Regions from separate parts of the Zea mays genome. Here regions 1 and 3 are each linked to region 2. A link is a contact called in public Hi-C data. All regions are on one chromosome and are shown on one strand. Each heading gives the region's core, a stretch centred on a gene start, on an enhancer-like site or on the middle of the called end of the contact. The rest is flanking DNA. Distances are from core to core; before and after follow the strand shown. Region 1 holds the start of LOC100285115 (phenylalanine ammonia-lyase). Region 2 holds the start of LOC606427 (phosphoenolpyruvate carboxylase kinase 2). Region 3 has its middle 23 kb from the start of LOC100101512.

Region 1 (2,700 bases), core at 142-2,641, 400 kb before region 2:
ATTTTCTGCTGTTTTTTAACTTTGGTTAAATTTATCTATATTTTCTGCTGTTTGGGAACATTAGCGGGCTGGCACTGGCACGACCCGTTTTTTTGAGCGTGCCTAGCGGGCTGGTCCGACACAAAAAGTGGCCCAGAGGGCCGTGCCTGGGCCAACGGCCAGGCACGTGGGCTCTCTAGGCACGGCCCGTTCAGCCCGTATACCCGGGCCGGCCCGTTGGCTGATGGGCCGTGCTTCCCCGGGCCCGTGCCGGGTCGTGTCGGGCCGGCCAGTTGGCCATCTACAGTGATAATAGTGCTGGTACAAACAAACAAACAAATAAGTAAATAATACTAGACCGCCGCTTTCAACAATATTTTACGCCTTTGGTTTTTTTTTTCTTTCTAGGAAGAAATACAATTCCTCCTTGGTCCAAAATGTTGAATCGTGGAATATTTCATGCACGACACGGTTCTCTGAACTTGGGAACAACAATGAGTGTTTGCCACAACATTTCCAGTGAATGACTTGGTTGAGTTGGTTCACACAACGAAGTGCTTCATGGGGGACTAGTGCTGCTGGTGAAGTAGTAGTTAACAGATTGCATGCTGCGCCAGATCTGGAGCGCCTTTCTTTCCTTGGACGTTCTCCTGCTGGTGCAGAATTATATGGGGGCAACTTGACCTCGCGATACTTGAGTCGAGTACTTGATTCTCCATTTTTTCCCCCTGTTTACTCCAATCGGCCGGTTATCAGAGTCGGGCAGAAATTGCAACCAAAGCAAAACAAGCGCGCAGTTTCTGGACGGTTGATGTGTACTTGCTTGATGCCCTAGAGCTAGAGGCCACAGCTGAGAGGGAGTCGTGAGTGCTAACGTAACGAAGTGGACTCGTCATTTCGTGCCATTTCTAGTGACATACTTGCAGCATCTGCAATCTCCCAGTGGTTGCGTGTGTAAGCCTGTAAGGTCCGGGGCAACGGACCGGACCAACTCGACACCCGACTGACCGAGACCTAATACTTGGGCAATAGCTCGCGTCCAGTCCAGACACACACGGGCTCCCCCCACCAAGCCCGTCGCACTCAGTGGCCACCCACCACCAGCCCACCTCCGGGCGCAACCGCGTCTGGTGCGGTGCCGTGCGCCCGTCGTCCGGCGGCAACCAGACTACCCAGAGCCCCGTCGAGCAGACGGGCCGGCGCCGGGTCAATGTCGAGTGTCGTATTCCCAGGCAGGCGGCCATGCGACGACCGGCTGCGCGCGGGCCAAGCTGCCAGCGCCGGCGGCAGAAGGTTGGCCGGCCCATCCAAGGGACAGGGAGGCGTCGTCGCGGAGTCAGCTCGGCCCGCCAACAACCTACCCCGGTGCCATGCCAGTCTCTGATCTGACCCCAACAACCTCCCCCTCCCACCCGTGGCCACGCTATTTATTAAGCCCGCCCTCCCCCGCACCGTTCTCCTCAGGACGAAGAGCCTACCTTTCCCCAGCTCTTCGTCTACAGCACTGCCACATTAGTAGTTAGTTACCAGCAGTACTACTCTTGTGTAGTAGCTTTTAATTTCCCCCAGCTAGCTAGCTAGTTTCTACTTCCGTCCGCGCGCGCTCATCTGCGCACGCACGTGTCCCCGTCCGCAATGGAGTCCGAGGCCGGCCTGCTTGTCCGCTCCTCCCTGAACGGCGAGGGCCTGTGCATGCCGGCGCCGCGCGCCGACCCGCTGAACTGGGGCAAGGCCGCGGAGGGCCTGTCCGGGAGCCACCTGGACGAGGTGAAGCGGATGGTGGCGGAGTTCCGCGACCCGCTGGTGAAGATCCAGGGCGCCAGCCTGAGCGTCGCGCAGGTGGCCGCCGTGGCCGTGGGCGCCGGGGGCGGCGAGGCCCGCGTGGAGCTGGACGAGTCCGCTCGCGAGCGCGTCAGGGCCAGCAGCGACTGGGTCATGGGCAGCATGATGAACGGCACCGACAGCTACGGCGTCACCACCGGCTTCGGCGCTACCTCCCACCGCCGCACCAAGGAAGGCGGCGCGCTCCAGAGGGAGCTCATCAGGTCAGACCACTCTTCAGTTCTGACTCAGCCGTGTTCAGTTTGGATTGTTAGTTTCCGCAGTTAGATTAGATGCTCCTATCAAACAGTGTTAGCGGTTTATTCACGAGGTCCTGCTGCACCGCAGGCGCAGCGTCGCGCCAGCTGCGCCTGCATGTGCTAGTAGCCATGTGCTAGTTGCATGTGCTAGTTCTTCAGTTCTGACTTGGCCAGCTGCATGTGCTAGCTGTTCACGGGATCCCATCAGTTACTGAAACAAGAAATACAGTATTTCCTTTTTTTTTCGGGGTGTTGTAGTTAGTTGTGCTAGTAGCTAGCTAGGTCGTTGGTGGGTTGGCATAAACGTTAAACTACCTCAAACTTTTTATCCCATAGATAGATAGTTCACATCATTCGTGCCTACAACCTTTACGAGTACAGTAGTAGTATACTCCGCTACCAATCCTATACACTATCATGTACTCTCTCTCCCTTTTAAACTTTTAGCTGTCTTACTTGTCGGTTTGTTTCATTCAAAAAAATTTATATAAACATTATATTGGTTTTATTAACAATAGTATTTTAATAATAATTTCTTCACTTTATTGTTTAAGGATTGGATAAAACAAATAGTTAAATATGATGGGTGCCACTACCAAACTTGGGTGCACGCGTACACCCAAACTTGTGCCACTACCAC
Region 2 (2,736 bases), core at 163-2,662:
CATGAAACGTAAAAAGGAAAAAAAAAGATGTGAAGGGAGTACAAAGGCTTGGTTTTTTTTTATTTATGTATCCAACACCACACTCCATCTGTACAAAAGACGGTCAGTGTATGTACATCCAGCTAGGAAAACCAGCACATCGGAAAACGGGTGCTCTCTGCTCCGCTAGGTAAAGAGCGTCCCCAAAAACCCGGGGGCAAAGGAAAACCACAAGCCTATAAAGCTTCTTTTGCCGATCGATCTGCTCTGCAGCTGGCAGCAGCTACCGTACACTACTACGTACGTACGTACAAAAACCTCATACATAACGTCCGGGATTCCTTGCCGTGCCTGAGTGCTCTACGGCAATACACGTCCGTCTGGATTCCTCCTCAGGTTGGCCGCTCCATTGCCCGGGCTCCTCCGCCACTCACGATCCACGGGTGAGCTGCATTATTTTATTACCAACGGCAGATCTGTTAGATAAACTGCATCGACGAACAAGGGGAAATCAAATCAACGGAGCAGGAGAGAGGTTGTCGGGGGAACGAACGAAAAAACTCACCGAGGACTTGCTCGGCGGTGAACCTCCTCCACTCGTCGCGGCAGATCATGCGCCGCATCAGGTCCTTGGCGGCGGGCGACACCCCGCCGAAGAGCCTGGGCGGGAAGCGCGCGCTGCCGCGCAGCACGGCCGCCAGCACCTCCGCGGCGCTGTCGCCGCCGAAGGGGAGCGCGCCGCCGGAGAGCAGCGCGTACATCACCACGCCGGCGCTCCACACGTCCGCCTTGGCGCCGTACTCGCCGCCGGCCACCACCTCGGGCGCCACGTAGTGGGGCGTCCCCACAAGGCCCTCGGCGCGCCCGAGCCCACCGGCGCCCACCCACGCCGCCGACCCGAAGTCCGCCAGGCGCGCGCGCGGCGCCGCCTCGGCCTCGTCCTCCTCGTCGTCGTCGCTCCCGGCGGCGGCGTCGATGAGGATGTTCTCGGGCTTCACGTCGCGGTGGGCGACGCCGCGGCGGTGGCAGAGCGCGAGCGCCTGCGCGACCTGCGCGACGATGGCGGCGGCCACGGGCTCCGGCACGGGCGCGCCGCGGCGGCGGCCCACCCACTCCAGCAGGTCCGGGCCCGGGCACAGGTCCATGACCACGTGCGTCCACGCCTCGTCCTCGTACGCCGCGTGCACCTGCACCACGCCCGGGTTGCCCGCGCCGGCGAGCTGTGCCAGCTTCGGCTCCAGCTGCGCGAGCTCGCGGTCCAGGTCGTCGCCCAGCCGCGACCGGTCCACGGACTTGACGGCGTAGGCCTCCCCGGTGGCGCGGGACGTGCAGCGGTGGACCACCCCGAAGCGGCCGCGCCCGATCTCCTCGCCGATCTCGTAGTCCCTCTTCAGCTCCGCGCTCATGCTTCAGTAATTTCTCTCTGGTCTTTTGGGTTACCTCGTTCGGAGGAGGGGCCGGGTGGCCTATTTAAAGACATGAGTGGGAGCTACGGCCAGGCGGAATATTCGGATCCGCGCCTGACCGGGACCGCGAGCGAACAGTGTTTTTTTCTCTCATTTCCTCAAATGCCCTCGTACGTCGTGGTTTGTCTCTCGATCCTACTACTAGTATTTGGCATGGCTCCAAACAGGTCCGGTTAGCACTAATCAGACCGAGGTGTAAACGGAAATCTTACGCGCAAACGTGTATGCTAGCCATCTGGGCTATATATGATTTCTTTTATAATAAAATGTACGATCTAATGGAAAAGTTCAAGTAGACGTCGGATTAAAACTAGCTGTTCAGACGGCTGCAGTGCAATCTATATAGACAAAACACGCGATAAACAAATCAACAAACGAGGGACTCGATTGCCAAACGCCTGCTGTCGCAATCAGCAGTTGATTTGATTATGTGGCTGCTTCCACTAATAGAGAGGGTGTCGAGCACAGTTTGCTCCAAAACCGAGGAATTTGTTGAGGCACAAGTGCACAAAAAAAAGCAAAAAAGCAGTGTTTCTCTGATGCGTTGGCAAACCACTAGCTACCACCCACCAAATTATGCAGCCCATAAGTTCGGATAAGGCAAAATAATTGGACCTCCCAAATAAATATAATGGTGCCGTCCAATTCAAAAAAGCAAACATCATTGTGCTGCGTGAAAAAATCCATTCACGTCCCATCAAAAAGCTCGTCCATCTCTAAACGATGTCTCCTAAATTTCATCTTCTAAACAAACACTTCTCATCTTTTATAGTGCATTCTAAAAGATTACAACTCTCTATATTATCGCCGTCTCAAGCAACTTCTTCTAAATTTCGTTCTCTCCGTCTCATTGTCTACAACATACCAACTATATCACCAAAGTATATACCTTTGCTGAACAGCTGCTATGGAATTTCCTACTTCCCCAATTCAATCTTCCAAACGACCAAACATATCTAGATAGGTTGCGCAGCTTTGTGATTTCCTCGGATAAGCATATCCTACCTATGGCTATGGGTGGACTGGAGGAGCCCAGGCGGGAGGAGCTGTTATAGATGCAAGAGCTGGAAAGAACCTGCTAAAGACATTGTTGTCTGCTAACGAAAGCAAACTTGTTTATCGTCCGGTTGGTGTCTTGTTCTGTAGCCCCCCCTTCTCAATCAGGGCGCGGGTGCATGATGGGCGCGCATGGATGGCCACCTCAACGCAGACGGCTTTAAATTACGTGGGCCCCGGCACTACGCCACTTCCCCACCACTCGGCGATAAGCAGCCTGCTGCCGCACCAGGCA
Region 3 (2,700 bases), core at 11-2,510, 420 kb after region 2:
TCGACCAGGAGAACGGCCGATTTATAGGACTTCCTAGCTCGACGCCAAGATCTGTGGCGCCAAGCTAAGACACCCCGTCAGCGCCATGGTAGCCCTAGTCGCTGCTGGTCGTCGAAGCCACCTCAGAGCTCCGCACCATAGCCTATGGCGCCGAGCTATGTTGACTCGGTGTCATAGTCTATGACGCTGAGTAAAGAGTCCAAAACATGAAATAAGTCATCCAAAGACCTAAATGTAAATTTTTGTCGAAAAAAGATTAAAAAACAAAAAATTCAGCCACACAAGGAAACTGGCATGCACATGGGTGCAAGGAATCATGCGTCCAGGGAGAAGGGTGCATATGCGTCTAAAATGGGGATAGAAATGCTAATACACCTTGTTTTTAGGATAAAATCCAAAAAATTATACGCCCTGTTTTTTGGATGGAGGGAGTATCTAACGAAATTTTGTGTAAGTTACTAGCAAAATAATATATAACTATATACCCGACTAACTAAAAACCTAACTACATATAGCGCCAAGTTAAAAAAACATAATAAATAGTAACTCTTACTAATTACAACAATAAATAAAGTATGAATGAAAAAACTAACTTTCATAATTTAATGTAGGCGACGTGGCCGAAGACGAAGGGCGAGGCAGGAGCGAGGAGATAGAGGGTGGGCGCATGGGTGGGGTTGACTGCATTGGTGGGCAGGTCCTAGGGCGTGGGCAACCTCGGATGAGGGGTGGGGTGTTTGGGAGCGGGTGAAGGACATCATATGGTAGCTAAAGACACTGACGACGAAATACTTTTGACATGAGAAAGTGCGAGTGAGGTTGAAAAGGGAGAAGCTATGACCATGGTGTCGGACCCTCGTCGCCATGGTCCATGGCACTGGCTCGGTGTAATAGGTTATAACGTACATCGCTCACTTTTACAGCGATGTAGGTGTTGGTAATTTGGTATCATAATTTATAACATCGAATCGTATAAGTTTGACATCATAGATCATGACGTCGAACCCTAGAATTAAAAGATATATTGTTGGGCTAGATAACTCAGTGTAAAAGTTTTTTTAAAAGGCTAATATATATATAAAAAAATTAAGTAGGACTTTGAAGGCAGAGTCCGCCAATAGAAGGCCAGAAGGCAAGGCGTCGCACCTAGTAGTAAACTGTACTAGTATAGGTTTGACTCGGCGGACCCGCGCACGAGGGCACGTTGACCGTTGAGCTGCCTCGCAGCACAGTACAGAGTACCAGCAGCATCACTGTAGCAGCCTAGCAGGGACTTTCCTCGGTCTGGTCAATCCATATTCCATAAGAATAAGATGGGGGCGAGCATGTGCTCCACCCCTCCACGCAAAGAAACTTCTGCTTCATCGGTTTCTTCGGACCTCAGTCCATGGGGTCCAAGTGAAGTTTGTCATGACGACGACGGCCGGTTCGATTCCCCTCGCTCGGCCTTTCGTAATTTGTCGAAACGAAAGAACCCAGTGCATTAAACTTCGTTTTAGAATTCATCGCCAGGGGCTTGTTGTACCGCGGTCGCAGCCGGCAGCCGCACACGTCGTCCTCACCTCACCTCACCTCACCTTGGCCAAATATATTGACCCAGAAACCATCAACGCCGCTGCGCGCTCCACTGTGTGTTTGGCGACCAATCGCCGCAAGAAACTTCTCATGCAGTGCATGCTCAAAGCCCATCCAATCGCCGACTTCGTCTCCCCGGCGGCAGACAGAGACAGTGGCATCTCTGGATCATCGCTAGCTCTAGGCTTATCCGTCGAGGTCGAGGTCGAGGTCGAGGTCGAGGTGCGTGCGCGGTCGACCTAGACGCGATCCATTGCTCCGGATTGGATGCAGTCGGGTCGCAGCCGTCGCGGTCTCTATCTCACTGTCGCGTATATCTCACTTTGGTGGCCTCTATCTCAGCTCGCTCGTCTAGATTTTAACCTACCTGACTGCTTGTCATGACCGCCGACGTACATATCTCCCACGTGTACGTACGTACGTGTCCATCAAAATCAACTTGGCACACAGGTAGGCAATGCAACTGGCGGGCTAACCAGCTGAAAGCGTGCAACTTTTATACACCTCTCTGTCTGAACTAGGCAAACCGTCGTCGGTTAATTACTTAACTACTGTACCGCCGCGCAGCCACCGGGAAACTTTAATTGTGGTGCAGCTGTTAGCCACACTTTGAGTTCAAAATTAAAAAAAAAAATGTCGCAAGATAGCTGCTGGCCTGGTCACACACGGCAATCCTGGAACGCCACTTCGTCACGGAGAAGACTACATCAGCTAGCAATAATACAAACTTGCTTGTATTTTCGTTCGCGCGCGTACTAGCTCGTGCCCGTTCGTCATAGCGACCGTACGGTACGTATCGCGTTGCATGGTCGACGGTACAATTAGCCAAATACTTTAGCTACGCTGTTTTGCCGCTGACATCGTCCACAACTGACGGTGTATTATTCTATAGTATCATCCACCAAGTCGCTCTCCTTTCTCGACGGCGACGGCGGGGCACATGATTCGTCCCCGGCGCGACTTCCCGGGGACCAAAACGCCCGCTACACATGCATTGAACAGTAAAGCAGCTGAACAACTGATCGATGGTCCGACCCCGTCGTCGTCCAAAGCTTCCACCACACTTGATGGTCGTACAAGTATCCCAGTAGCGACCGAGCTGACGGGAAAAGTCGTTTACGACGC

Evidence for each region. A called contact is a pair of places that touch in the nucleus more often than the background predicts.
Region 1: a contact with region 2 is called in a Hi-C map of endosperm, with 5 times the contacts expected there. The contact joins the promoter of LOC100285115 here to the promoter of LOC606427 in region 2. A contact is called at or near these places in 4 of 25 Hi-C or Micro-C datasets (bundle sheath, ear, endosperm and 1 more).
Region 3: a contact with region 2 is called in a Hi-C map of bundle sheath, with 2.1 times the contacts expected there. The contact joins the enhancer-like site here to the promoter of LOC606427 in region 2. A contact is called at or near these places in 2 of 25 Hi-C or Micro-C datasets (bundle sheath and leaf).

Annotation. Positions count from the first base shown.
Region 1 is chr4:148,642,733-148,645,432 of Zm-B73-REFERENCE-NAM-5.0, reverse strand. It overlaps LOC100285115 (phenylalanine ammonia-lyase), which reads left to right and starts at 1,391. Exons shown (of 2, transcript NM_001158010.2): 1 at 1,391-2,024. The coding sequence starts at 1,615.
Region 2 is chr4:148,245,100-148,247,835 of Zm-B73-REFERENCE-NAM-5.0, reverse strand. LOC606427 (phosphoenolpyruvate carboxylase kinase 2) reads right to left here and starts at 1,412. Exons shown (of 2, transcript NM_001112302.2): 1 at 545-1,412; 2 at 38-427. The coding sequence starts at 1,385. The coding sequence ends at 372.
Region 3 is chr4:147,827,426-147,830,125 of Zm-B73-REFERENCE-NAM-5.0, reverse strand. No RefSeq gene overlaps it. Among protein-coding and RNA genes, the nearest start is that of LOC100101512, 23 kb to the right of the region's middle. Within about 2 kb of position 1,260, at least 10 of the 20 cell types and tissues checked have an H3K27ac peak or open chromatin away from gene starts, as enhancers often do. A contact at or near this core is called in bundle sheath and leaf, where this site is marked.